7 separate regions of the Mus musculus genome follow, and regions 2, 3, 4, 5, 6 and 7 are each linked to region 1. The links are chromatin contacts, called in public promoter capture Hi-C and targeted proximity ligation maps. All regions are on one chromosome and are shown on one strand. The core of a region is the stretch at or near the end of the contact, and the rest is flanking DNA. Distances in the headings are between cores, read along the strand shown. Region 1 holds the start of 2010003K11Rik (RIKEN cDNA 2010003K11 gene). Region 2 holds the start of Peli3 (pellino 3). Region 3 holds the start of Gstp3 (glutathione S-transferase pi 3). Region 4 holds the start of Gstp1 (glutathione S-transferase, pi 1). Region 5 holds the start of Mrpl11 (mitochondrial ribosomal protein L11). Region 6 holds the start of Bbs1 (Bardet-Biedl syndrome 1 (human)). Region 7 holds the start of Actn3 (actinin alpha 3).

Region 1 (3,168 bases), core at 343-2,842:
CCCCAGGACAGTCCAGACATGGTCCTAGCCTGTGAAGGCTCACAGTCTATGAGGGAGGCCCAAGCCTTGGCCAGTCACTGGCAGCTGCCCAGAAAGCCATGTGGAGCTTGGCCCTGGGAGCAGGTGATATTCAGGAAGTTCTCAGCCTTTCTTTGGCTTCACTGAACTCTGACCTGGAAGTGGGTGGCTGGTCTTTGTGGGGCCAAGGGGTCACAGTTGCTACTCTCATTTCTGTGTAGGTCCCTAAGACCTTCATAAATGCCAGTCCAGGGAGTCTTTAAACCCAAAAGGTAGAGAGCCAGGTATTTCCTCTTCAGGCCTATGGAGATCTTTGCTAAGAGATAGGTGCCAGAACCAAGAAGAGCAGCCACATGGGGGCTTTGAATGATCTGGTGGCAGAGGCCTCCTTGGGTCACAAGACAAAGTTCAAAAGCTGGAGCAGTTCAGAGTCCAGAAAAGCCATGCAGGGGCAGATGAAAAGACACAGGAGCAGAGCCGGTGGAGTGAGGGACAGTCACAGCAGCTTTAGTTGTTGGTGTCCAACAAGGTCTCTGGGGAGGCTGGTTGACTCAGGGTCACACTGGGGAAGCTGGCGACAAAACTCCTCCACCTTCTTTTCACATGCTGGAAGACCAAAGTAGGAGAAACATCATAGCAGTGGCTTCAAGTGGTGTTCCACTCACAGCCACCAGGTGGGGGTAGAGCCATGAAAGAGAAGCTAAACTCCTGGGGGGAGGGGAGACCCTTCCCCCTGGGACGAAGGGCCAGGAGGGGTGGGGCAAATCTACTCTTCATCCTGTGTGAGAGGTACAGACGGTAATTTGCCAGAAGTTGCATTGGCCAATCTGCCTGCCTCCTGCTCTAGTCACCCTTGCAACATAGTATTACATTAATCATCTTAATACAGCTCTCAGAGCCTTGTGTGGTAATATATGCCTGCACTCCCAGCACTCAGAACACTGAGTAGGATCAAGAGTTCCAGGCCACTCTGGGCTACTTATCGAGACCCCATCTCAAAACAGAAACAGCTCTGACCATATTCCACCCAGACCCCATTTGCCCACCCTCCTCCAACCTTCAGTGAATCCCCAGTGCCCACAGGGGTGAGGGGAATCACAACTGCTTTTAGTCAAATGCATTCAATTCCTGGGTATTTTGCTTGGCTTTCCTCAGGTCAGCTGTGCTCTTAACCCTTTGCTGCCCGGAGTCCCCACCCTTCCCCATGAAAGTGATAATTCAGTTTGAAGCCACACCTGCTGGTACTGTCTCAGCCACCGCCGGCTGCCTCCTCCTCTCTGGCCTTGGATCAGCTGTTCTTTGTCTCCCAGGGTCCCTGGCAGCCGCTCCTGGACAGAGACCTCCAGCCCTTCCGTGCCATCGGGGACCTGCGACCTGGACTTCTCACGGCCCAGTCTGAGGCTCAGTGCTCTGTGGAGTCGGCCATCCAGAGACCTCCCCTGGGACTCATGGAGCCTCCCATAGGAGGGCCGGGGTTCTCTAAAGGACTGGCTACGCAGGCTGGTCCCCATGATCCTAGAAGCTAGCACTGGTCGGTAAGCCACTAGCTTTGTGAGATGGCCTGGTGCCTTCACTCATATGATGGGAGATCACCTGTAGACAAAGGTCAGTGCTGCTGAGGTGGCTGTCATAAACCAAAGGGCAGGCCACAGAGGCCAAATATCTCTGAGTCATTCTCTCCATTGACTTCTCACCCTGTGGGACTATACAGCGCAGGCTGGCTTCCAGCTCGGGATCCTTCTGAATGCTAGGCTGGTTCCTATTGTCTTCCCTCCTCCCTCCAGACAGCCTTCTCTGACCACACCACCCTGGAGACCTTGCCGGCCTCCTCTGGCCTTGGCCTTGGCTGGCCGTACCACTCATCTCATTGACATTAAGCAAAGATTACTTCTACAACAGGACAGAGAACAGAATAGCTTCATTCTACAACAGTCAAAACCGTAACTACCAGGGTGAAATCGGGTAAGGCAGGGGCTGGACAGTGGACGGTACTTGTTTTCATGGCTCCAGACCTTCAGTTTTACAAGGTGAAAAGTGCTCTGGAGGTCAGCGGCACACATCCAAAATCGTGACCTGCAGGGGCTGGGGGGACGGCTCACTCATAAAGTGCTTGCTGCACAGGATCTGGGTTGGGTTCCCTGGTACCCCTGTGGAAAGGTGGATATGCATCTGTCATCCCAGACCTGGGAGAGACAGGAAACTCTCTGGGACTTGCAGTCCCTGTCTGAGCTGCATTGGTGAACTCCTGACCCAGTGGGACACACTGTCTCAAAAACTAAGGGGAAGGAGTGGTCGAGTGGGTACAGGCACTTGCTGACAAGCCTGACAACCTGAGTTTGATCCTTGGGATTCACCTGGTGGAGAGAACTGGCTGCCACAGGCTTTCCTCTCTCCACCACACATGCGCTGTGGCTCTCAAGAACACACAATACACACACACACACACACACACACACACACACACACACACAAATAAATGTAATTTGAAAATGTAAAAAGGTGAGGCCAGGCAAGGTGGCTCATTCAGTGCTCATGCCAGGGGAATTTCTGTGAGTTTCGGCCAGCCTGGTCTACACAGCTAGTTCCTCTCTCAAAAACTAAGAGGAAAAAAATTAAAGGTAGAGAATGACAGAGGAAGACACTTAGTGTCAACTTCTAGATTACACACATGTGTGCGAGTGTACACACACACACATAATCCCTTCACACACCATACAGAGACACAAAGAAAAAAATGACCTATAGTAAATATTATCTCAGTGCCAGACTTTTGTCTTAGACAGGGTCTTATGTTGCCCAGATGGGCCTCGCTATGTGGCAGAGGATGATCTCGAATTCCTGATCTCTGCCCTCCTCCACCTCCTGAATTCTTGGATTACAAGTATGGGTCACCATGCCTTGTGTAGACAGTGCTGGGGATGGAACACTGATGCTTGTGCACGCTAGGCAAGCACTGTGCCAACTCTGCTACATCCTCAGCCTGGCAGGTTCTGTGTGTGAGAGTGTGTGTGTGTGTGTGTGTGTGTGTGTGTGTGTGAGAGAGAGAGAGAGAGAGAGAGAGAGAGAGAGAGAGAGAGAGAGAGAGAGAGAGAGAGAGAGAAAACAGGACAGTGCCAGGGTCAGGAGAACTAAATTTCTCCAGCCTTAGCT
Region 2 (3,163 bases), core at 582-3,081, 440 kb after region 1:
AAAAAAAAAAAAAAAAAAAAAAAAAAAAAAAAGGACACAAAAGCACAGGAAAGTTTGACAACTTGCTGAAGTAGAATTGGAACCTTTTGTGCAGAATCAGAATTCTTTATCCCACACTTACACACAGTAGGTGCTTTACAGACTCTTTTTTTGCTATTCTTTTTCTTAGCTGATTACAAACTGTGGTGAGCAGCTTTAAGAATTGCCTCCGGCTGCTGGTTGTGGTGTATACCTCTAATCCCAGTACTTGGGAGGCAGAGACAGGTGGATCTCCGAGTTCAAGGCTACCCTGGTCTACTCATCAAGTTCCAGGCCAAGGCTATGAGAAACCCTGTCTCCAAAACAAAACAACAGAAATGGGTTTGATCACTTTTGCTCTTCTTCTGGGAAAGTGGCAAGAAGCAGAGAGTCCTGGGAGAGCAGCCGGTGCACACTGTTATCTTGGCTGACCTGAGGGACAGTTACCCAAGCACATCACTCCTGGACTAGGGAGGCTCACCCCAGAACGATGAGTTCACCATACTTGATGGGCTCCTCGCCTGCCAGTGCTTCTTCACCAGGACAAGACAGGATGCAAGAGCCCTGGCTCCCCGGGTGCTGGAGGTCTGAGGTCCGGGGGGATCCCACGTCAGGGTTTCCTTCCAGCACCATTCTGAGCACAGTGGGAGAAGAGAAAAGAACCTTGCAACTTCCCACCCCAGCTCCTCTCAGGCTCTGGCTAGACACAAGGCAAGAATGGTCCGTCAACACTTGTTATTATAACTACTTCCTTTCCCCCAAATGGTGAGGTTGCTGGGATACCAAGGAGGGAGACTGGTGAGACAAGACCAAGAAACAAATGGCAAAATCAGAGTCAGAGTGTTTGGTCGGTTAGAGCAATATACCAACTTTGGATGGAATGTGTTTGGCAGAGGGGCAGCCAGGACTTAAGAGACCTCTAGACTCAGACTTAATTCCTGGCTTAAGCTCTTAACCCCAAGACCTCAGTTAAGCTCTCTGTCAGGTTCTTGGGTGTCTGTCTTCATTCTAATCTTATTGCCCTTTTTGCAGCAGGTCTAGGCCTCTGTCAGTCTGTCTGTTCTCAATGACTCTCTGTCCTCCCAGCACGTCCTTTTCTGCCTGTTCTCGCCCCACTCCGGTCCCTACTTCTATCCTTCCTCTATCTGTCTGCCTTTGTCTTACCACCCACCTGACTCAGTCTCCCTATCTTAGCCTGGCAATGCAGGCAGGCCTCCAGATCCCTCCCTCCCTCAGGTGTCTGTCTGTGGTCCTCAGGCCGCTTAGGTCTCTGGAGGCCTGTGGGGGCGGCGCTCCCCAGTCGGGCACCTCCTGCAGCAGAGTCAGTCGCCCGCAGGCTGTTAACAGCCCCAACGTTGGAAGGTCTGCGCAGAGGCAGGCCTGCACCCCGTGCTCGGGAAGGGCACAATGACAGCATACGCAGATACACACCAGGCGGCCCCTCACAAATACGCGCGCGCACGCTGTCAGTCCCGCGGGCAGTGCCTAGACTGGCACAGCATACCCAAGAACTCCTACGGCAGAGACGCGCCTCCGCGCTAACAGCCACAGGCGCCAGCCCTCAGACCCGCTCTCTTAACCCCGCCACCCCCAGATACTCAAACACGCCCCCAACGCACGCCCAACACAGCCCCCCGCCCCCCACCTCGCCAGCCTCACCTGGCGGCGTTCTGGGGCTCTCTGTGTGCTGCTGGCCCCCACCCGCCTCACCTCTACTGCGCCCCGGGACTGCCGCGGCGGGATGGGCCCGGCCCGCGGCTGCTCGGTGCAGCCTCGTCACGGGGACACCCGAGGCCCGGAGGAGGGAGGGATGTGCACACAAACCTCCACGCCCCACCCCTTGCCCCACGCCCCGCCCCGGCTCCGCCCCTAGAGGCCCCACCTTACCCCGAGGCTCCGCCTCCTGCGGCTTAAGCCTGGCTGTAGTCTGGGAAGCCAAAGAGGTTGTCTACAAGACCCCTCTCTTATTCCAGGCTCCGGACACCTCACCCTCATTCTGGGGTCTTCTAGGTTCTCCCCGAGACCGGAGCCTCCTTTCACACAGTAATCTAGAGGCTCCTTTTCCCAACCTAAGACTAGCGACTGCCCACCCGCTGCTCCAAGACCCCGCCTCCTTTATGGGGAAATCTCGGAATTACAGAGAAGCCCAGAGCAAACAGAGGGAAGGAAACTACTAGAAGAGGCGGAGGAAGGTGCATCACCCGTGGAGGCTGAGGAAAGCCACTGCGGTTGTCTCGAGTGCAGATCTGTCTTTCAGTTCAGCGCGACCACTTTCTCTCTGTGCAACAATCAGTGAGCTCTGGCCTCCTTGGTGTCCAGAGACATGAATCACTGACCTCCCCTCCCAACAGCATGCTTCTATCCTTTGCAAAGCCTCAAAGGAAAGCCCACTTTGGGGTGCTCGGTCCCTCAGGGCCACAGGCTTTCTTCTGTCAGTACCAGGCTCTCTGGGTTGAATTTGGGCAAATTAAGTCCTGTAATCCTTGGAAGGCGGGTACGATAATTGTGGCCTGTCACCCCTGTCCCCGATGCCACAAAACAGATTTACAGAAATGGCTTGCTACAAAGGAACCAAGAGAGGATCTGGCCCATGGCTTCATACACCTTGATAAACACTTTACCACTTACCAACATCTCCAGCCCTTGAACGACTCATTATTTTTTTTATATTAAATCTATTTTCATGTATATGAGTATTTTGCTTCCGTGTATGGTTGTGCACCACTTGTATGCCTACCTGGTGCCAACAGAGGCCAGAAACTCGAATTCTCTGGGACTGGAGTTACAAACAGTTGTGAGCCACCATGCCAGTGCTAAGTATCAAACCCAGAGCTGGGCAGTGGTGGCGCAAGCCTTTAATCCCAGCACTTGGGAGGCAGAGGCAGGCGGATTTCTGAGTTCAAGGCCAGCCTGGTCTACAGAGTGAGTTACAGGACAGCCAGGACTATACAGAGAAACCCTGTCTAATAATAATAATAATAATAATAATAATAATAATAATAATAAAAACCCAGGCTCTCTGAAAGAGCAAGCAGCCATTGCACTTAGCCACTGAGCCATCTCTAGTCCCCTTACTTTGTTTGCTTGTTTGTTAGTTTTGAGAGTCTCACTGTATACCCCTGAATGGCCTGGAGCTCACCATGTA
Region 3 (3,304 bases), core at 374-2,873, 440 kb before region 1:
AGTTTACCCCTCTGAGAAAGGATCTGGCAATGAGTGGGTGGGGAAAGGCCTACCCAATGCTCACCTGGTCACCAACAATGAAGGACTGGCCACCCCTGTTCTGGGCCAGGAGAGTTTCAAATGGCTTCAGGTGTCCCGGAAGCTCCTTCTGATACTGGTCCTTGCCCTCCTTCTGTGGTCAGAAATGTGCAGCCAGAGTGACCGAAGTGATCTCCCTTTCCTGCCCACCACGCTTGGTCACTAGCCTGTGGCTCCTACATACCAGGATATGGCGATACTGCCGGGCAATGCGTCTGAATAGGTCTTCCAGTCCATCGTTCACCATGTCCACCAGTGCTGCCTCTTGTTGGTCTTTGCCATAGAGCCCTGGGTCAGCGGGCAGGCAGCAGGCTCAGGTTCTGTACTTGTCCCTACATGTCCACTCAGTCTCAGCCTGGGTCTACTCTCTAACCTTAATTGGAGGTCTTCCCTGCCTACCTCTGGGATGTCATTAGAAAAATGATACAAGTTGGAAACTCACAGCCCTGGCTGTACAGACAGCGACCGCCCAGCAGCACACCAGTAGCCTTCTGGAACCTGGGCCCTGCATGATCCTCTAGGGTGACCCAGGTGGGACATTGGTGGCTGCAGGTGAGGCAATTCAAAGCCCCAGGACATTTTGAGGAACATCTCAGGTGTCTCTCAGGGCTTGGCTTCTGGACTCACCGAAGGAGCGGCCCAGGTGCCGTAGGATAGTATTGGATTGGTACAGGGTGAGCTCTCCATCCTGGAACTTGGGGATCTGTCCAAACAACTGGGAGAAGATCCCTCTGTAAGGGGTGCTGAACCTGGCTGCCCCCAATCCTAGACACAGCACCCTAAGGCTGCGCCCCAACCGAATCCCCAAGGGGGAGAGGGAGACAATTACTCACACAGGAAGCCTTGAATGTGCCTTGCTCCCAAACATCCAAGGTCACCACCTCCTCCTTCCAGCTCTGGCCCTGGTCAGCTAGAAGCATGCGCATAACCTCACAGCGCCCTGTATGGGGGTGCAGGATGAGGACACAGCGAAGAGATCTACTCTCAGAGCATCCTGGGAGAGTTTGGGAGAGTGGAAAGCTGACAAGAGGACTACACTAGCTTGGGAGCCTCATAGGGAGGGGAGATATGTGGTGATAGAGGCCATGTCCTAACATTATCTTGGAATGCGAAGACCCAGCCCCACCATGGCACAGGGAAGGAAGGAAAAGTGACAGACAGTGCAGCTATCTACGGAGGCTAAGAGGGCAGTCCTGGCCCCACCAACCACAACTGTAGTCCTGCCCCAGGTCTCTGTCCCGGCCCGGCCCCAATACAGTCTTGGTCACGCCCTTCCTACACCACTGTTGGGGATTCCCAGGAATGACCCAGAAGACTATTGTTTGTGCCCTTCGTCTTGAAAGTGCTGAGGCCACACCTCGGGAAGGGAAATAGACGATGGTGTAAGGTGGCACTAGGAGAGATAGACAAAAAGCACGATGAAGGAGGACCTTGCCTGGGCTGCAGGGCCAAGGAGCGGTTAGTAGCAGGGGTGAGGTGGGGGTATAATTGCCCCCGCCCTTGCCTCCAGGTTTCTCCTTACTGTTGGGCGGATACAGTGTGGTGCAAGCTCAGCAGGAAGAGAGGAAGTGATCGGGGCCTTATATTGACAGGAAGACTCCACCTCCTCAGACATCCCACACTGCCCCAGAAACAGACCAAGTCCTGGTGTTCAGTGTACCAGCTTCCTGGCAGACGTGGTGGGGGAGGGCAGACTCACCTTTCTATCTGTGGTGCAATATGCTACTGGAGTTTTGCAAGAGGCACACATGGTCACATGATAAGCCTCCCACTTAACACGCCCAAACCACTCGGTTTCTTGTGTGCTCAGGGGTTTGGACAGTGCCTTATATGCAGGTAGGCCTCTACCAACAGTACATGGTATAATAATAAGTGCTCCTTGTAAAAATAAGGCAATGTAGAGGAGCCGTGGTTAATCCCAGCACTTGGGAGGAGGCAGAAGCAAGAGGATCTCTGAGTTCAGCCCAGTCCGTCTGGTCGACAGAGTTCCAGGACAGCCAGGGCTCCAAAGAGAAACCATGTTTATAAATGACAAAAAATAAATAATAACAATAACCATAATAATGGCAGTGTCACCTGGAGTGATGGCACACACCTTTAATTGCAGCACTCAAAGTACAAAGGAAGGTCGGGCGGCACGCCTTTAATCCCAGCACTTGGGAGGCAGAGGCAGGCAGATTTCTGAGTTCGAGGCCAGCCTGGTCTACAAAGTGAGTTCCAGGACAGCCAGGGCTATACAAAGAAACTCTGTCTCGAAAAAAAAAAAAAAAAGTACAAAGAGAGGCAGCCCTTTCGAATTCAAGGCCAGACTGGTCTACAACCAAGATCACCAAGCCAGCCAGAGCTATATAGCAACCAAGCCAGCCAGAGCTATATAGCAAGAGCCTGTCTTTTCAAGAAAAGAATAAAGGGATTTAAAAAAAATTTTTTTAAAGATTTATTTATTATTATAAATGAGTACACTGCAGCTGTATTTAGACACACCAGAAGATGGCATCAGATCTCACTATGGGTGGTTGTGAGCTACCATGTGGTTGCTGGGATTTGAACTCAGGACCTTTGGGAGAGCAGTCAGTGCTCTTACTCGCTGAGCCATCTCACCAGCCCTAAAATTTTTTTTAAATATTTATTTATTTATCACATGCAAGCACACTGCAGCTGTCCTCAGACACACCAGAAGAGGGCATCCAATCCCACCACAGATGGCCGTGAGCTACCATGCAGTCGCCGGGACCTGAACTCAAGACCTCCAAAACAGCAGCCAATGCTCCCAACCACTGAGCCATCCCTCCAGCCCCCCCTTTTTTTTTAAATAAAGGGATTTTAACTAATGAACTATCCCCTCCTCTCTTGGTGATGCTATAACAGAAAACTCTTAGCAAAGAGTTAAGCCTTACATGTACCAGTCCTCAAGGCTAGCACTGTTCCTTGTTTGTAGAGAAATTGAAACAAAGAATTGACGTGGCATGCCCAAGGTCACTCAGCTAGTAAACAGGATTTAAACTTGTTTGGTCTGGTTAGTTCCCTGGGAACCTCATGTCTGTCTGTCTGTCTTCTATCTATCATCTATGCATCTGTCTATCTATCTATCTATCTATCTATCTATCTATCTATCTATCTATCTATCTATCATCGACACTGTGCTTCTCTGTTCTCTGTGTAGCCCTGGTTGACCTGGAACTTGCTCTGTAGAGCAGGCCAGCTTCAAAACCATAGAATGCCACCT
Region 4 (3,522 bases), core at 110-2,609, 460 kb before region 1:
GCCCTCTTTACAGTGCCCCAGACTGCCCTACCCTGCTTCGGGCTCTGATACAGGAAAGGAAACTAGGGAGGCAAAAATACACAAAGCTCCTTTGCCCATCGCTCCCAACCCCCACTCCCCGGGATCTAGGCTCACATAGTTGGTGTAGATGAGGGTGACATATTTGCCGCGAAGGTCCTCCACCCCATCATTCACCATATCCATCTGGGCGGCCTCCCTCTGGTTTTTCCCATAAAGCCCTACGGGTTGAGAGAGACAGCATGACTGATCCCTGATTTCCTCAGGCATGTGGCTGTTGGTAGGTCGAGGTCTTGGGGGAGGGGATATGGGCAGTCATGTGAGACCCGAGCTCATGAAAGGCAACAGGAAGCCATGGCAGGCAGACCACAGATGCAGCCTGAACAAGAATAATCTCTGTGTGTCCCTGTTTTGCTCTGTCAACTCAAAACTAAAAAGGGAGTGGCCAGCTGGGCAGATACCCCCTGAAACAATAACTGATACCCCCCCCACCACCCTGCCCACCAGCTGGACCACCTGGGTTCAGGACTTACCCAAAGAGCGGCCAAGGTGTCTCAAGATGGCATTAGATTGGTAAAGGGTGAGGTCTCCATCCTCAAACTTGGGGAGCTGCCCATACAGCTGGAGGGAGGAACAAGAACCTTGGTGATGCTGCTGCCTCCCAGTCACAGCCCTCCTAAGGCCCTACCTCTGCCCCCTCCACTACGGGTGTCACTCACACAAGTGGGCTTGAGCAAGCCTTGCATCCAGGTATCTATGGTAACCACCTCCTCCTTCCAGCTCTGGCCCTGGTCAGCCAGCAGCATTCGCATGGCCTCACACCGCCCTGTATGGAGTCAGGGTAAGGATTTGGGGACAGCATTCAGGCCCAGCCTCAAAGCAATTTCAAGTACAAGGACCACTTGCAACCAGAAGGAGAATAAAAAATGAACTGGAATTTCTTCATGGAGGATAGGAATGGTGGGCTGCAACCCCTACCCCAGACCTCCCCTTCCTGCAGTCATTTGGTCTTACCTCGAACTGGGAAGTAGACAATGGTGTATGGTGGCACTGGGGTGGACAAGAGAAGAATGTTAGGTAGAAAAGGGGTAATGATTAGGTTTCAGAGTGGTACACTTTCCCACCCCATCTCCCGGGTCCCTTCTCTGGTTTGAAACGCCTCCCCATCCCCCACCCCACGCCCCAGGCTCCTGTTGCAAGCTGCCCGGTGCAAAGAGCGCCAGTCGTGAGCGAGCCCAGGCCCCGACAGCTGCAAGCTGGTTGTCCTGGGAAGCTGTGCGGAGCGGACTCACTGCCTGCTGGGTGCGGATTCAGTGCTGCGTAGACAGAGGGGTACTCAGAGTGAGGACGCACGCGTAGGCCACCGGGCCGCCAGCCTTATAAGGGGCATCGCGCTCCGCCCCGGATGCTGACTCAACACGTTGGAGAGAGAAGCCGGTAGCGGAGCTCTGCAGCTCCCGCCTCCTGCCGGGGACACTCGCTTGTGGGACCCGAGTCTGCAGCGGTGCTGGGTTCATTTTTTGGTCCTGCTCCGAGAAGGGTGTGTCCAGCTCCCTTCCACTTTGTACTGGAGCTGGACAGCTTTCTGCAGCATGTGCAACTCTGTCAGCCTTTTGCCTGTCCCCATCTACCAACCTCTGTAGTAGATTCCACTAGTGGCCATCCTTAACTCACCAACTTCTTTCTCCTCCCAAAGAGCTTCATTTGATCATTTGACCTTCGCCAGGAGTAATCAGAAAATTGTTATCCTAACTCCTCACACTCGACACAAACACCAAATAAATGATAAAAATAAACGAGACTAACAGGGTTGGAGAGATGGTGCAGCAGGTAAAGTACGTACTACACAAGTTCGAGCACCTTCTTCTCACCTCAGCACCTACATAAAAAGGGTGCAGCACGCATACAGAATCCCGACTCTAGTCCAGGTGGTGGCGGAGGCTCTCATCTTTAATCTCAGCACTCAGAAGAGAGGCAGGCAGATCTCTGTGAGTTTGAGGCCAGCCTGGTCTACAGAGTGAATCTCAGGACAGCCAAGGCTACACATGAGATTTTTGTCTTAGGAGAAAAAAAAAAAAAGGAACCCCAGCTCTGTGAGAATAGGGACAAATCTTGAGTTTTGTTAGCTGACCCGTCTAGATGAACAGGTAGGCTCCAGGTTGAGTAAGAGACCCTGTCTCAAAAAAATAAGGTGAAGAAAAAAAATTCATCTGTATGATTCTCCACCTTTAAACAGGCCAATCCAAGCCCCACATAACATAGGTGCACATTTACTGAATCTGGAGTCTTTATTCTGTTATGACATCTCTGTATTGTGTAAAACTTTCATTACATAAAACTGAATGATTTTTCAGTTGGTTTAAAAGAATCACCCCTAGTGACATCTTTTTTAAAGATTTATTTTATGTTTGTGAGTACACTGTAGCTGTCTTCAGACACACCAGAAGAGGGCATCAGATCCCATCACTGATGGTTATGGACCACCATGTGGTTGCTGGGAATTGAACTCAGGACATGTGGAAGAACAGTCAGTGCTCTTAACTGCTGGGCATCTCTTCAGCCCGATAATCCTTCTAATTTTAACTCTCAGGGCTAGTAAGAACAAGACAAAAAAAAAAAAAAAAAAAGAAGAAGCAAACAAAATCCACTAAAAGTTAGATTTCTGTTTAGATAAGATTTTATCTTCTCCTCGGTGTCTTACTTACTCTGAGAACTCTTGTTAACTCACCTTGGCTTGTATGTGTAGGGGGCAACAAAACTCACGTATCACCAGCAAGGTAAGCAGAGGCCCTCTGTACAGTTTGTGACCCTCCACCAGGCCAGCCTCGGGTCACAGTTCCTTAGCCCATCCAAAGCCAGGGAATTAGCTCTGGCCTGCAGCCAGGTGTTGAGTATTCCTGGGACTGACTGGCAAATCAACATGGGGCCCCCTTCATTACATGTTGGTTCACTTTTCTTTCTTCCTTCCTTCCTTTCTTTCTTCCGTTCTTCCTTCCTTCCTTCCTTTCTTTCCTTTTTTGTCCCTGGTTTTTAAGACAAGGTTTCTCTGTATAGATCTGGCTGTCCTGGAACTCTGTACACTCCTACACTCTGAAGATCAGGCTAGCCTCCAACTCAGAAATCCACCTGCCTCTGCCTCACAAGTGCTGGGATTAAATGTGTGCGCCACCACTGCCCAGCTCATTCATATATATATGTGTGTGTGTGTATGAGAGAGTTGGGGTGGGGGTGGGGGTAGAGGCAGGGTTTCTCTGTGTAGCCTTGGCTGGCCTGGAACTCACTTTGTAGACCAGGCTGGCCTCGAACTCAGAAATCCGCCTGCCTCTGCCTCCCAAGTACTGAGATTAAAGGCATGCACCACTATGCCCACTGTTTTGTTTTGTTTTTTAGATTTATTTATTATATGTAAGTACACACCAGAAGAGGGCATAAGTTCTCATTATGGATGGTTGTGAGCCACCATGTGGTTGTTGGGATTTTAACTCAGAACCTCCTGAAGAGCAG
Region 5 (3,228 bases), core at 6-2,505, 460 kb after region 1:
AAAAAAATGGAGGTTTGTGAGAGGCGGTTTAGAGGAAGATGATAGAATTTGAAGTGGTATGCTACATAATAGGCTGCCTGGTTGTCTGGAGAGGAATTATTTTTTAAAAAGGAAAAGAAAAGGAAAAAAAAAAGAAAAAAGAAACTGGAGAATTCCCCTCGAATCTGAAGGATCGCAAACAGTGAGTTAGTGGATAGTTCCTTCGAAGTAGTCTCAGTCTGGAGACTGGATCAGAGAACTTTATATCCTGAACTGTTGGAGAAAATAATGGAGCATTCAACCTACAGTTATTGGAGCTTTGCAGCCACGTGTGGTCAGGAAGAGTCTGTGAGTCAAAGAGTCCTACCAAGGCCATTGCTACTACCCTAAAGTGCCTAGATACACAAGATTGCTCTAGGGAGGGATAATAAAGGCTTCAAACACCACCTGGCTCAAATACCATTCCCTAAAACGCAAGTAATAATCAGGAATCCTGGACAGAATAGAGCGGGATGCGGAGTTCTGAGACACAAAAAGTCATCTTCCAATGAAAAAATGAAAGACGGGGAAGCAATAAAGTATGCCTAATAAGCTAGTGGAAAATCAGGTTTGACTGGGATGAGAATTCACAAACTTAGCATTTCAAAAGCGCGGGGAAGAGCTTTTCCCTTTGTATAAATAGCGGTAAATGCCTTCTTGGTTCAACGTGTGTTACTGAGCTGTCACAACAATTCTGAAAGGTACCTATAATATTCGCGGTGTCAAAGATTTTCATAGGTAACAGAAACAGTAGCCTAATCCTAGCTCTAACTCTTTGTCTAGCTATGAATCAGGTTCATAGCCAGCAAGAGCAGCAGTCTGCCATTTCATTTCCCGTCTATAATCATATTGCCTTCCATGAAAAACCACATGAGGAAACAAAAGACTCAAGGGATTTTGCATAACTTGCTCCATATCAAACGCTAAGATATCACTGTGTCCAGCAGATGGCAACCCAGAACACGGCCAACAGCAGGCGCAGGATAAGGCGCTGAACTACATACCCACAATGCTGTGCGGAGACTCAAAGTCCCGAACTCCTGTTTGGCTGTCTAAGGTGATGCCTGTGCGCACCGCTGAGGGATTGTGTGTACTGAAACCATATAGGTTCTCGTCCTGCCTTCAGAGCGCAAAGTTCAATTAATTCTTAAATTCCGTAATTGGTCTTTAGTTGGAGAGCTGTATGCCTGAAACAAGACTGCTCTTTTTTGGTCTCATTTACCCTAGCCGAACACGAGGGCCCTTCACCTCTGACCCAAAATGGCCGCGCCCAGAGCGTAGTTCTTTGCTTCTCCGAGGCGAGCTAAGATTAAAATCCTACATCATGTCCAAGCTAAGCCGGGCCACTCGGACCCTCAAGAAGCCCGAGGCCGGCGGCGTGATCCGGTCCATCGTGCGAGCAGGCCAAGCTATTCCTGGGCCTCCACTAGGTCCCATCTTGGGTCAGGTGCGGTGTGCGGAACCCGGCCTGGGAGACGTGGGAGAGTGCGCTGGAGCCGGGGAAGTCTCCTTTATAAACGTTGTCTCCACTATTCACACCTTCAGGCCTTATGTCCTTGTATTACTTACGGAGCCTCTTTTGACCTCAGCACCTCTGACCCCCAAGTTGGCTAGTTGCTGATTAAGTGGTACCTTGTGGACGAATTGCCTGGCACCCAAAGCTATAGAACCAGAGTAGAAGAAATATAACAACACACACCCATACCCCCGCCCCCCCCCCCCACACACACAAAGATGAAAGGACAGGGGCTCCTGGTTGGTAGAAAGCCTTCAGCTCCCATACTTAACTTTGTGTATGCGTTCCTTATAGCGAGGTGTCTCTATCAACCAGTTCTGCAAAGAGTTCAACGAGAAGACAAAGGACATCAAAGAAGGCATTCCCCTGCCTACAAAAATTTTTATAAAGGTAGAGAGACCCATTCTCCCATATATTTCCTTGGCCCTTGAAACTAGTCACTCTGGTTGCTTCTCTGACTCTTAACTTGGTTGCTACCTTCCACTTATCATTTAAACAGAAGCCTAGACCATAATTTCTCTGAACTGGCTTGATCCTGCCATATTGTGGTTCTTACCTCTCATCTCACTGGGGCTTCCAGAGGAGATTTGGGCTAGGAATAAAAATGGCAGGGATGTGTGCTGTAGATTTGTTTTTCTGTCTTTTGTGGTGTGCAAGTTGGTGGGAGAAGGAAAGGGACATTAGAAATGTCTTGGACTGGATAGAAAACCAAGAAATTCTCATGTATCTTTGTCTGTTAAGCCCGACAGGACATTTGAGCTCAAGATTGGGCAGCCCACTGTTTCTTACTTTTTGAAGGCAGCTGCTGGGATCGAGAAGGGGGCCCGGCATACAGGTAAGGACTAGAGTGGGCACCTGAGAGTCTGATGTATCCAGAGAAATGTAGTGGCACTTGAAGAATTCTTTGCTCCTTCTTCCCAGGGAAAGAGGTGGCAGGCCTGGTGAGTTTGAAGCACGTATATGAGATTGCCTGTGTCAAAGCTAAGGATGATGCTTTTGCCATGCAAGATGTGCCCCTGTCTTCTGTGGTCCGTTCCATCATTGGCTCTGCCCGTTCCCTGGGCATTCGAGTGGTGAAGGAGTGAGTATCTTGAGAGGAATCCAAGTAAGTTCTTCATTTGGGAGGAAAGCTGAGAAGGCCCATTACAGTGAGGTGGTTGGGCTTTATTTGTTCTTCTTAATTTATAGCCTATGTTAGTTATGCATATTAAGCTTCATTGTGACATTTTCATACATGTCTAGCAGATTCTAGCAGAAGGATATGGGTTGAAGCCTCATCTTGTTTGGAATATATTTCATAAGCACCTGTTCTGTCCTGGACATGGATCTGGGCACTGGCTAGAACCAGGAATGGCCAGTAGTGCCTGGCCACTCTGGAGAAATGTGTAGTCCTAAAGGCCGACCCATACATAGAGGCCTAGACTAGCAGGTGTCAATGTTATAAAATCAATGGATGTCATGCAAGCAGAGAGGAGATTTCCTGCTTTTACCTGATGTGTCATTGAGGACTCTGAGGGAGGTGACATGGAAACTGCCCAGGAAAAGGAGGGTAAGAGAGCGTAAGATTACAAGGAGAGGGAAGGAGCTGAAGCTAAGTTCACTCTGGTCGAGGAGTCTTGTCTAGAGGCATATGGGATGTGGCCTGAGGGAGGGACGAGTCAGAAGGTTCCCTTGTCAAGTAGGAGAGCATTTGC
Region 6 (3,038 bases), core at 338-2,837, 410 kb after region 1:
ATGTCTGATGACCTAACCTCAGTTGCTGGGACCTACATGACAGGAGAGAACCGACTCTCAAAGGTTGTCACCGGACCTCCACACTGCATGCATCCTTCCAACACTAGATAAATTCATTTTGATGCTGTGTTTTGGGATGCAGATTGCTCTGTTTGTTAGTTCGCTTTTGTTTTTTTGTTTTTGATGCAGTTTCACTAAGCAGACCTGGCTGGCCTTGGACTTCACAGGTCACCCTCAAACTCATGGATCGCCCTGTTTCTATTGCCCAAGTGCTGTGATTAGAGGCAGGCACTACCACTCCTGGCCCTCAAATTATTTTTTAGAAAATCATATGTCAGCAGGGCAGTGGTGAGGCATGCCTTTAATCCCAGCACTTGGGAAGCAGAGGTAGGCAGATTTCTGAGTTTGAGGCCAGCCTGGTCTACAGAGTGAGTTCCAGGATAGCCAGGGCTACACAGAGAAACCCTGTCTTGAAAAACAAACAAACAAAGACAAAAAAAAGAGAGAGAGAGAGAGAAAATCGTATGTCTTGGTACTATAAATCCACAACATCTTGCTGTTTAACCTCTGCAGATCATGTTATAAAATTAATGTTCACTTTCCAAATTACTAAGAAATTCTGGGGTTAGAGAGATGGCTCAGCAGTGAAGATCACTGGCTGTCCTTCCAGAGGATCCTGGTTCAAACTCCAGCACCTACACGGCAGCTCTCAACTGTCTGTAAATCCTGTTGCAAGGGATCTGAAACCTTACACAAGCACACACACAAGCAAAGCACCAACGCACACAAAATAAAAATACATCGTTAAAAGAAAGAAGTTGCAACGAAGTGTGCCTTTTTAGTACTGATGAGTTCCAGAGTATGTTGAGCCTCTTTGCAAATCTCACTTCTGAGTGTCACACACACACACACACACACACACCACTCAACTTTCTGATTGCCTACCTTGTACTCCCCATCGCCATGCAAATCTGCCAGTGCTAGAAAACACAAAAGGGTCGAAAAGGAGTCTCAGAATCTCAAAGATTTCTCCATGAAACCGTTCCCTGTTCCTCCCATCCTCCTAGAATCTGGGTGTCCCTAGATATGTCTAGAGACTCACACAGGCAGGAGGAGAAGGTGTGGATGTTGGCCATGGGGTCGTAGTGTGCGTCCAGCCATTTAGAATTGGCTTCGTTGCTGAGAGGGAAAAAAGATAGTTGGAAAGTGAGCCCCATGACGAAATAAATAAATAAATAAATAAATAAATAAATAAATAAAATCTCTAAGCGAGATGACGCCTGAAACAGAGCACGAACATCGAAAGGATAATACCAAGTCTAGATCTGAGCTCAATTGGCGCCCGGAGTGACCAGCCAATCACATACAGATACTTCTTGGCCATCAGCTTTCTTCTGATTTCTAAAGGGCCCTCCCAGAACTTCCACCGCTGCTCGAAAGCAAGAGCCCAGAACCCGCTACCAAGCACCATCTATTCATCTGAGGGAAAGGAAGCGGTGAGGATCCGGGACTTAACCTCTCAGCTCGCCCGCTGTCAGAATCCGATGAAGACGCCGCAGCCATTTTCCCAGGCGTCGCCTTGGCAACCAGCTCAGCCATCGCGCAACACCCAATAGAATCCGGGCATCCGAAAGCACAGGAACAAAGGTTCCGGGGTAAAATTGTCCCGGCTGGGACCAAATAAGCACTGGTTTCCTTGTCCTATGCAATGTTGACTTATGGTTTCTGCATTAAAGACAGGGGCCTGGGCTTTGAGGCCTGGGGAGGAGCGCTTTTTAGGGATTAAGACTAGACTGAGAAACAAATTAATGGGTGAGGATCTCATGTTAGTGTGTTACGGTTCTTTGGCTCCGGAAACATTTGAAAGTACAAGAGTGCTTGCTGCTCTTGCAGAGGACCCTGGACTGCTCAGCACCCACATGGCAGCTCACAATTCTGTAACCGTAGTTCCAGGGCATCTGATGGGGTCTTCTGGTCTCTGCTACCACCACCACACCCATGAAGAAAATGCACACGAACACACAAATCTTAAGAAATATGTCACAAAGAAGAGCTCCGGAACACGTTGTGAGTTTGTGCATTCCTTTGGAAATGATATTCAAAATCTTATTGTGGATTGGAAGCCTAAAGTGATGTAGTGTGCCCTCCCCTGGCTTTGAACTGGAAGAGAAAGAAACATACACTGCAGAGATGGTGGTCGTCATATTTATTTTTCTGGCTATAAAAGTAATACACGAAGAGCGCTGGATTTGGTGAGAATGCTTTGAGCCCTGGCTCTGTCACATGCCACCTGCCGGGTCTAGAACAGTCACTTCTCAGAATTGCCACCTTCCCATGTGGAAAACCGGACTAGGCACCCTGTTGAGCTCCGGCCATAGATGGCAGTGCAGATCCAGAAACTGAGGACATACGGTAAACTGCAAAGTGCTGACAAATGGAAGGGGTTCGCATCACCACCCTCAGCTGAGGTAGCACCAAAGTCCAAGCTCCTGCCCCTCCCTCCCCTGACTCCTAATCACACACAACTCAGAGCTACTGACAGCCCTGGTTTGACAAAGAGGGGAGAGACCACACAGATCTTCTCAAGCCTGGCCAGGTGGGGCCTCCTGGGCCTGGTTCCTCCAGAATCGGGCATCTGCTGCAGCCAGCTGGATAAGAACCTCCTCCAACTCGGGCCCATCCTCGGGAAACCGCTCACAGAAGGAGCGGATGAGACCAGCGGCTGAGGCCTCATACTCCACAAGTTGTACTTCTGAGCCTGGGGGATGGAGAGAAAACAGCAGCACAGAAAGATGTAGTTAGGGGCGGCGAGTTCTGAGCGAGCTCCGGCACAAACTGTCAATGTTCAGGATAGTTATCTAATTACCTACATCAGAATAACCCTGCCAGGAAGGCAGAATTACATGGGGGGAGACTTAGACTTAAATGAATTGCCACTTGACCTCATCCTTCCCTCAAGTCAAGATTTAAATCATGTCTGGCATGGTAGCACACACCATAATCCCAGCACTCAAGGAACTGGGGGAAAAGGATTATTA
Region 7 (3,158 bases), core at 337-2,836, 380 kb after region 1:
TGGAATGAAAGGATGGTTCTGATACTTTAGATGACAAAGGCAAGAAAGAGACTGCCAGCTGTTGTGGTGGGAACACACAGACTGTGATCTGGGAGGGGGAGGGAGAGGGGGAGGGCTGTTGAGGAGCAAAGGGCAGCTGGAGCCAGGGGCAGGGATGACATCACCCGGGGATTGCAGGAACTCAGGGACCACAGCCATGCTTGGAGACAGGTGCAGGGGGAGGGGGAGGGGGCTGGGGGGGAGGGTGGATCATCCCAGGCCTCATTCCATTCAGCTCAGGCTTCTCACCCCCCCCCCCCCCCCCCGCAGTCAGCTCCTGTCATCTAACACAGCGGAAACGATCTGCTTGTAAATTCTGGGGTTCTCAGGTCTGCAATGCCCTCTACTTTCCTAAAAGCACGCACAATTGGCAAAAGGCAGGTTCCATGGCTTCATGGTGCTCACCCTAAGCCTGGCCTTCAGAACCCCAAAAATTCCTCAGTTCGGATGGAATCATTTTCTCTTCAGGGAACCCAGGTGTCCTGCTCCCTCCTCTTGGTAGCCAGGGGTGAAATGATCCAGGGAAGGAGGGGGCAGTGCCCTGCAAGGCTGAGCCTGGGCAATGGCTGCCCTCATGGCCCTCTTGAGCTCCCACAAAGGCGCTGCCTCAGCACAAGTGTCCATGTGGGAGCCTGGGTTAGGTTACTGGTAAGGGGAGCCGGGGCTCCCCTCCTCCTGACCTTCTGGCCTTTTCAGCAGACTCAGGGCTTCTAGACAGGGAGGGGAATCTTGGGAAAGAGTGGGGTGAGGCAAGGAACAAAGACCCTCAGATGGGGGCATTCTTTTCTTCCTCAGTACACAACAGGCTGCCTGCCTATCTGTGCCCTTTTCTGGGCCTCAATTTCCTCCATTGTCAAGCCAGTAGAGGGATCCACCCATAGCAGAAGACAGAGTAGAGGATGGGAAAGAATATGAGACAGCTGTTCTCTCCTACACCCCAAATCCACTGGTTGTGTGTCTGGCATGTTCTCCTCAGGATGGGGTCTAGGGATACTTAACTGGAGACTAAAGGAACATAACTTTCTGAGAACCCCTCACCTCCCATCCAAGAATGAGTTGGGTCTCTTGGACCTTGTCCAAAATCCACTTTCACCAACACAAGAGGGGCAGTGGGCTTAAAGTTATTGGGGAGTCACTGAGGGACTCCACGGTGTCCTTGATATCCTAAATCCCTATGAGAACTCTTCTGATCTTTGAGGACAGCATATAGCTGGTGGGCAGAGCCTGGTTTGGGGAGCTGCACTCTAGATTACAGCCAGGCTCTGACCTTGAACTGCCCAGATGCCCGAGAAGAACTGCCTGGCCTCCCAGCCTCAGTTTTTGCCTTTGGGAAATGGGTGAGCACTCACTTTCCGCTGCTGTTTCTCCCAGGCCGGGTCCAACAGCAAGTCGCGGTCCCAGTCCTCCTCCTGTTCCATGTACTCGCCGCCCCCACCGCCAGAGAAGGGCCCCTCCCCGGCCCCCAGACCCTCGGGCTGCATAACCATCATCATCTTGCTCAGGCTCTTGGCTCCGCTCTGCTTCACTGGGCGAGCTCCTGCACACTCAGGCCGGGTTAAGTAGGGCCCGGTCCAGCCCCCAGATCGGGTTCGTACTAAATATGGGGTACGTGGGTGGGGCCAGATAGGGGGCGAGGGAGGTTGGGAACTGGACCAGAGAAGAGATTGTGCTGGAGTCAAAGATTGCGGAATCGCGGGGGATGCTGGGATGACTACTGGCCTAGATAGTGGGTTCGCATTTTAGCTCTGTGGTTAACTTGCTGTGTGATCTTGGGACAGCCATGGACTTTGTTTCCTCATCTATTAAGTGGATTCCAAGTGGTGGCTGTAGGCATCCTAAAGGCTGCCCCTTGGACCTGAGTCTGTCCCTCCTAAGCATTGCGCTCGAGAAACAGACCCCTATTTCTATTTCACAGTCTGTAACAGCAAGTCAACAAGTTGTTTGGGGAGTTTTCTAGGGTGATGGAGACACCCGAGCATGGGGAAAGGCTCAGGGCCAGATGATAGGGCCAGCCAGGTCTATTAATACCGGGGCGGCTGTAGAGGAGTGTAGGGAGAATGTGCTGAGCCGGGAAACCCCGACGCCCCGGGGGCTGCAACTCAATCCTCATGGAGTGGCAGCAAGCCACACCAGGGGCGGCTACTGCAGTACGCTGGGCGGACTGCTTCTTTTTGACACCTGGGCAGCATCACCAATCAGATTTTCGAACATCTGGTCAGTTAGCCAATCACTTCTCCGTATCTGTGGCCCCTCCCTATAAGTCTGGCGCGCGCAACGCACCCCCTGCGGAGCTCCTATTGGTTGCAGGAGACGTCAGTTCGCTGCTAGGCCCTCCCCAATGCGGAAGCAGTGGGATCCCAGCGATCGGAAAGCCGGTGGGTCCGACCATGGGGGAGTCCTGGGCAGCTCGGGGCGCAGAAGGAGCGCCCGCGCGGATGCCACTGGTACTCACCGCGCTGTGGGCCGCCGTCGTGGTCCTGGAGCTGGCCTACGTGATGGTGCTGGGGCCTGGGCCACCCCCGCTGGGACCACTGGCCCGGGCCTTGCAACTGGCGCTAGCTGCTTATCAGCTGCTCAATCTGCTGGGCAACGTGGTGCTCTTCCTCCGCTCGGATCCCAGCATTCGGGGGGTGATGCTGGCTGGCCGCGGCCTGGGACAGGGCTGGGCGTGAGTGTTGGGCTCCGGGAGTCGGCGGGCAGAAGCAGGGGGTCTGGTGGTCGCTGGTACCAAGAAAGGACCCAGAACTTGAGGTGTCAGTAACCAGATGACGTTAGCATCCGGGTTGTTAGAGCCATAGAACTCCTTTAGAGCCTGGCACCCGCTACTTATTCATTCAGATATTGAGCAGCCACTGTTCCTAGGACTCAAGTGAAAACAGATGCCCGACCTCCTGGAGTTGATTTCAGTGGCGGAAGGTGCAGATAATAAAGATAATAATAAGCCAATAAAAAAAAAGCAAATTGCGTAAACTAGATGCTCAAGAATGATACAGAAACAAAAAACAGAGCAGGGTAAAAGAGGCGAGAAGTTATCTTTATTATTTGTGTCTGTATGTGTGATGTGTGTCCGGTCCCAGGCGCGCATGCCGGGGTACACAGGTGGAGGTCGGAGGACAATT

Evidence for each region. Promoter capture Hi-C pulls out the DNA fragments that hold promoters and counts their contacts.
Region 2: a targeted proximity ligation map of pancreatic cancer cells shows a contact between it and region 1. A contact is called at or near these places in 12 of 39 promoter capture datasets (the 3T3-L1 cell line, the SN4741 cell line, cranial neural crest and 8 more), 3 of 484 Hi-C or Micro-C datasets (B cells, bone marrow-derived macrophages and cerebellum), 7 of 130 datasets of targeted methods (the NIH/3T3 cell line, T-cell acute lymphoblastic leukemia, bone marrow-derived macrophages and 3 more) and 1 of 9 other capture datasets (liver).
Region 3: a targeted proximity ligation map of pancreatic cancer cells shows a contact between it and region 1. A contact is called at or near these places in 1 of 39 promoter capture datasets (pre-B cells) and 1 of 130 datasets of targeted methods (pancreatic cancer cells).
Region 4: a targeted proximity ligation map of pancreatic cancer cells shows a contact between it and region 1. A contact is called at or near these places in 1 of 39 promoter capture datasets (hippocampal neurons) and 1 of 130 datasets of targeted methods (pancreatic cancer cells).
Region 5: a promoter capture Hi-C map of embryonic stem cells shows a contact between it and region 1, with 5 times the contacts expected there. A contact is called at or near these places in 20 of 39 promoter capture datasets (the 3T3-L1 cell line, 3T3-L1-derived adipocytes, the C10 cell line and 14 more), 24 of 484 Hi-C or Micro-C datasets (B cells, the Ba/F3 cell line, adipose-derived mesenchymal stem cells and 13 more), 12 of 130 datasets of targeted methods (the NIH/3T3 cell line, craniofacial prominence, embryonic basal ganglia and 7 more) and 2 of 9 other capture datasets (embryonic stem cells and macrophages).
Region 6: a contact with region 1 is called in a targeted proximity ligation map of the NIH/3T3 cell line, with 9 read pairs. A contact is called at or near these places in 13 of 39 promoter capture datasets (the 3T3-L1 cell line, the C10 cell line, the HPC-7 cell line and 9 more), 14 of 484 Hi-C or Micro-C datasets (the 63-12 cell line, the HL-1 cell line, cerebellum and 7 more), 9 of 130 datasets of targeted methods (the NIH/3T3 cell line, embryonic basal ganglia, fetal liver and 5 more) and 4 of 9 other capture datasets (adipose tissue, embryonic stem cells, liver and 1 more).
Region 7: a targeted proximity ligation map of bone marrow-derived macrophages shows a contact between it and region 1, with 4 times the contacts expected there. A contact is called at or near these places in 6 of 39 promoter capture datasets (the 3T3-L1 cell line, the C10 cell line, HPC-7-derived erythroid cells and 2 more), 5 of 484 Hi-C or Micro-C datasets (cortical neurons, embryonic stem cells, nephron progenitors and 2 more), 13 of 130 datasets of targeted methods (the NIH/3T3 cell line, the SCID.adh cell line, SST interneurons and 9 more) and 4 of 9 other capture datasets (adipose tissue, liver, macrophages and 1 more).

The regions. Positions count from the first base shown.
Region 1 is chr19:4,496,991-4,500,158 of GRCm38.p6, forward strand. 2010003K11Rik (RIKEN cDNA 2010003K11 gene) reads right to left here and starts at 1,593. Exons shown (of 2, transcript NM_027237.2): 1 at 1,254-1,593; 2 at 1-624. The coding sequence starts at 1,529. The coding sequence ends at 526.
Region 2 is chr19:4,941,261-4,944,423 of GRCm38.p6, forward strand. Peli3 (pellino 3) reads right to left here and starts at 1,832. Exons shown (of 7, transcript NM_172835.3): 1 at 1,678-1,832; 2 at 500-652. The coding sequence starts at 651.
Region 3 is chr19:4,057,824-4,061,127 of GRCm38.p6, forward strand. It overlaps Gstp3 (glutathione S-transferase pi 3), which reads right to left and starts at 1,624. Exons shown (of 7, transcript NM_144869.3): 1 at 1,601-1,624; 2 at 1,436-1,471; 3 at 912-1,018; 4 at 706-793; 5 at 263-366; 6 at 65-172. The coding sequence starts at 1,601.
Region 4 is chr19:4,036,553-4,040,074 of GRCm38.p6, forward strand. It overlaps Gstp1 (glutathione S-transferase, pi 1), which reads right to left and starts at 1,360. Exons shown (of 7, transcript NM_013541.1): 1 at 1,311-1,360; 2 at 1,033-1,068; 3 at 738-844; 4 at 552-639; 5 at 136-239. The coding sequence starts at 1,311.
Region 5 is chr19:4,961,051-4,964,278 of GRCm38.p6, forward strand. It overlaps Mrpl11 (mitochondrial ribosomal protein L11), which reads left to right and starts at 1,256. Exons shown (of 5, transcript NM_025553.4): 1 at 1,256-1,465; 2 at 1,829-1,924; 3 at 2,276-2,369; 4 at 2,456-2,615. The coding sequence starts at 1,343.
Region 6 is chr19:4,905,040-4,908,077 of GRCm38.p6, forward strand. Bbs1 (Bardet-Biedl syndrome 1 (human)) reads right to left here and starts at 1,588. Exons shown (of 17, transcript NM_001033128.3): 1 at 1,517-1,588; 2 at 1,103-1,179; 3 at 946-980. The coding sequence starts at 1,563. Dpp3 (dipeptidylpeptidase 3) reads right to left here. Exons shown (of 18, transcript NM_133803.2): 18 at 2,190-2,758. The coding sequence ends at 2,583.
Region 7 is chr19:4,876,323-4,879,480 of GRCm38.p6, forward strand. It overlaps Actn3 (actinin alpha 3), which reads right to left and starts at 1,587. Exons shown (of 21, transcript NM_013456.2): 1 at 1,389-1,587. The coding sequence starts at 1,532. Zdhhc24 (zinc finger, DHHC domain containing 24) reads left to right here and starts at 2,346. Exons shown (of 3, transcript NM_027476.3): 1 at 2,346-2,707. The coding sequence starts at 2,427.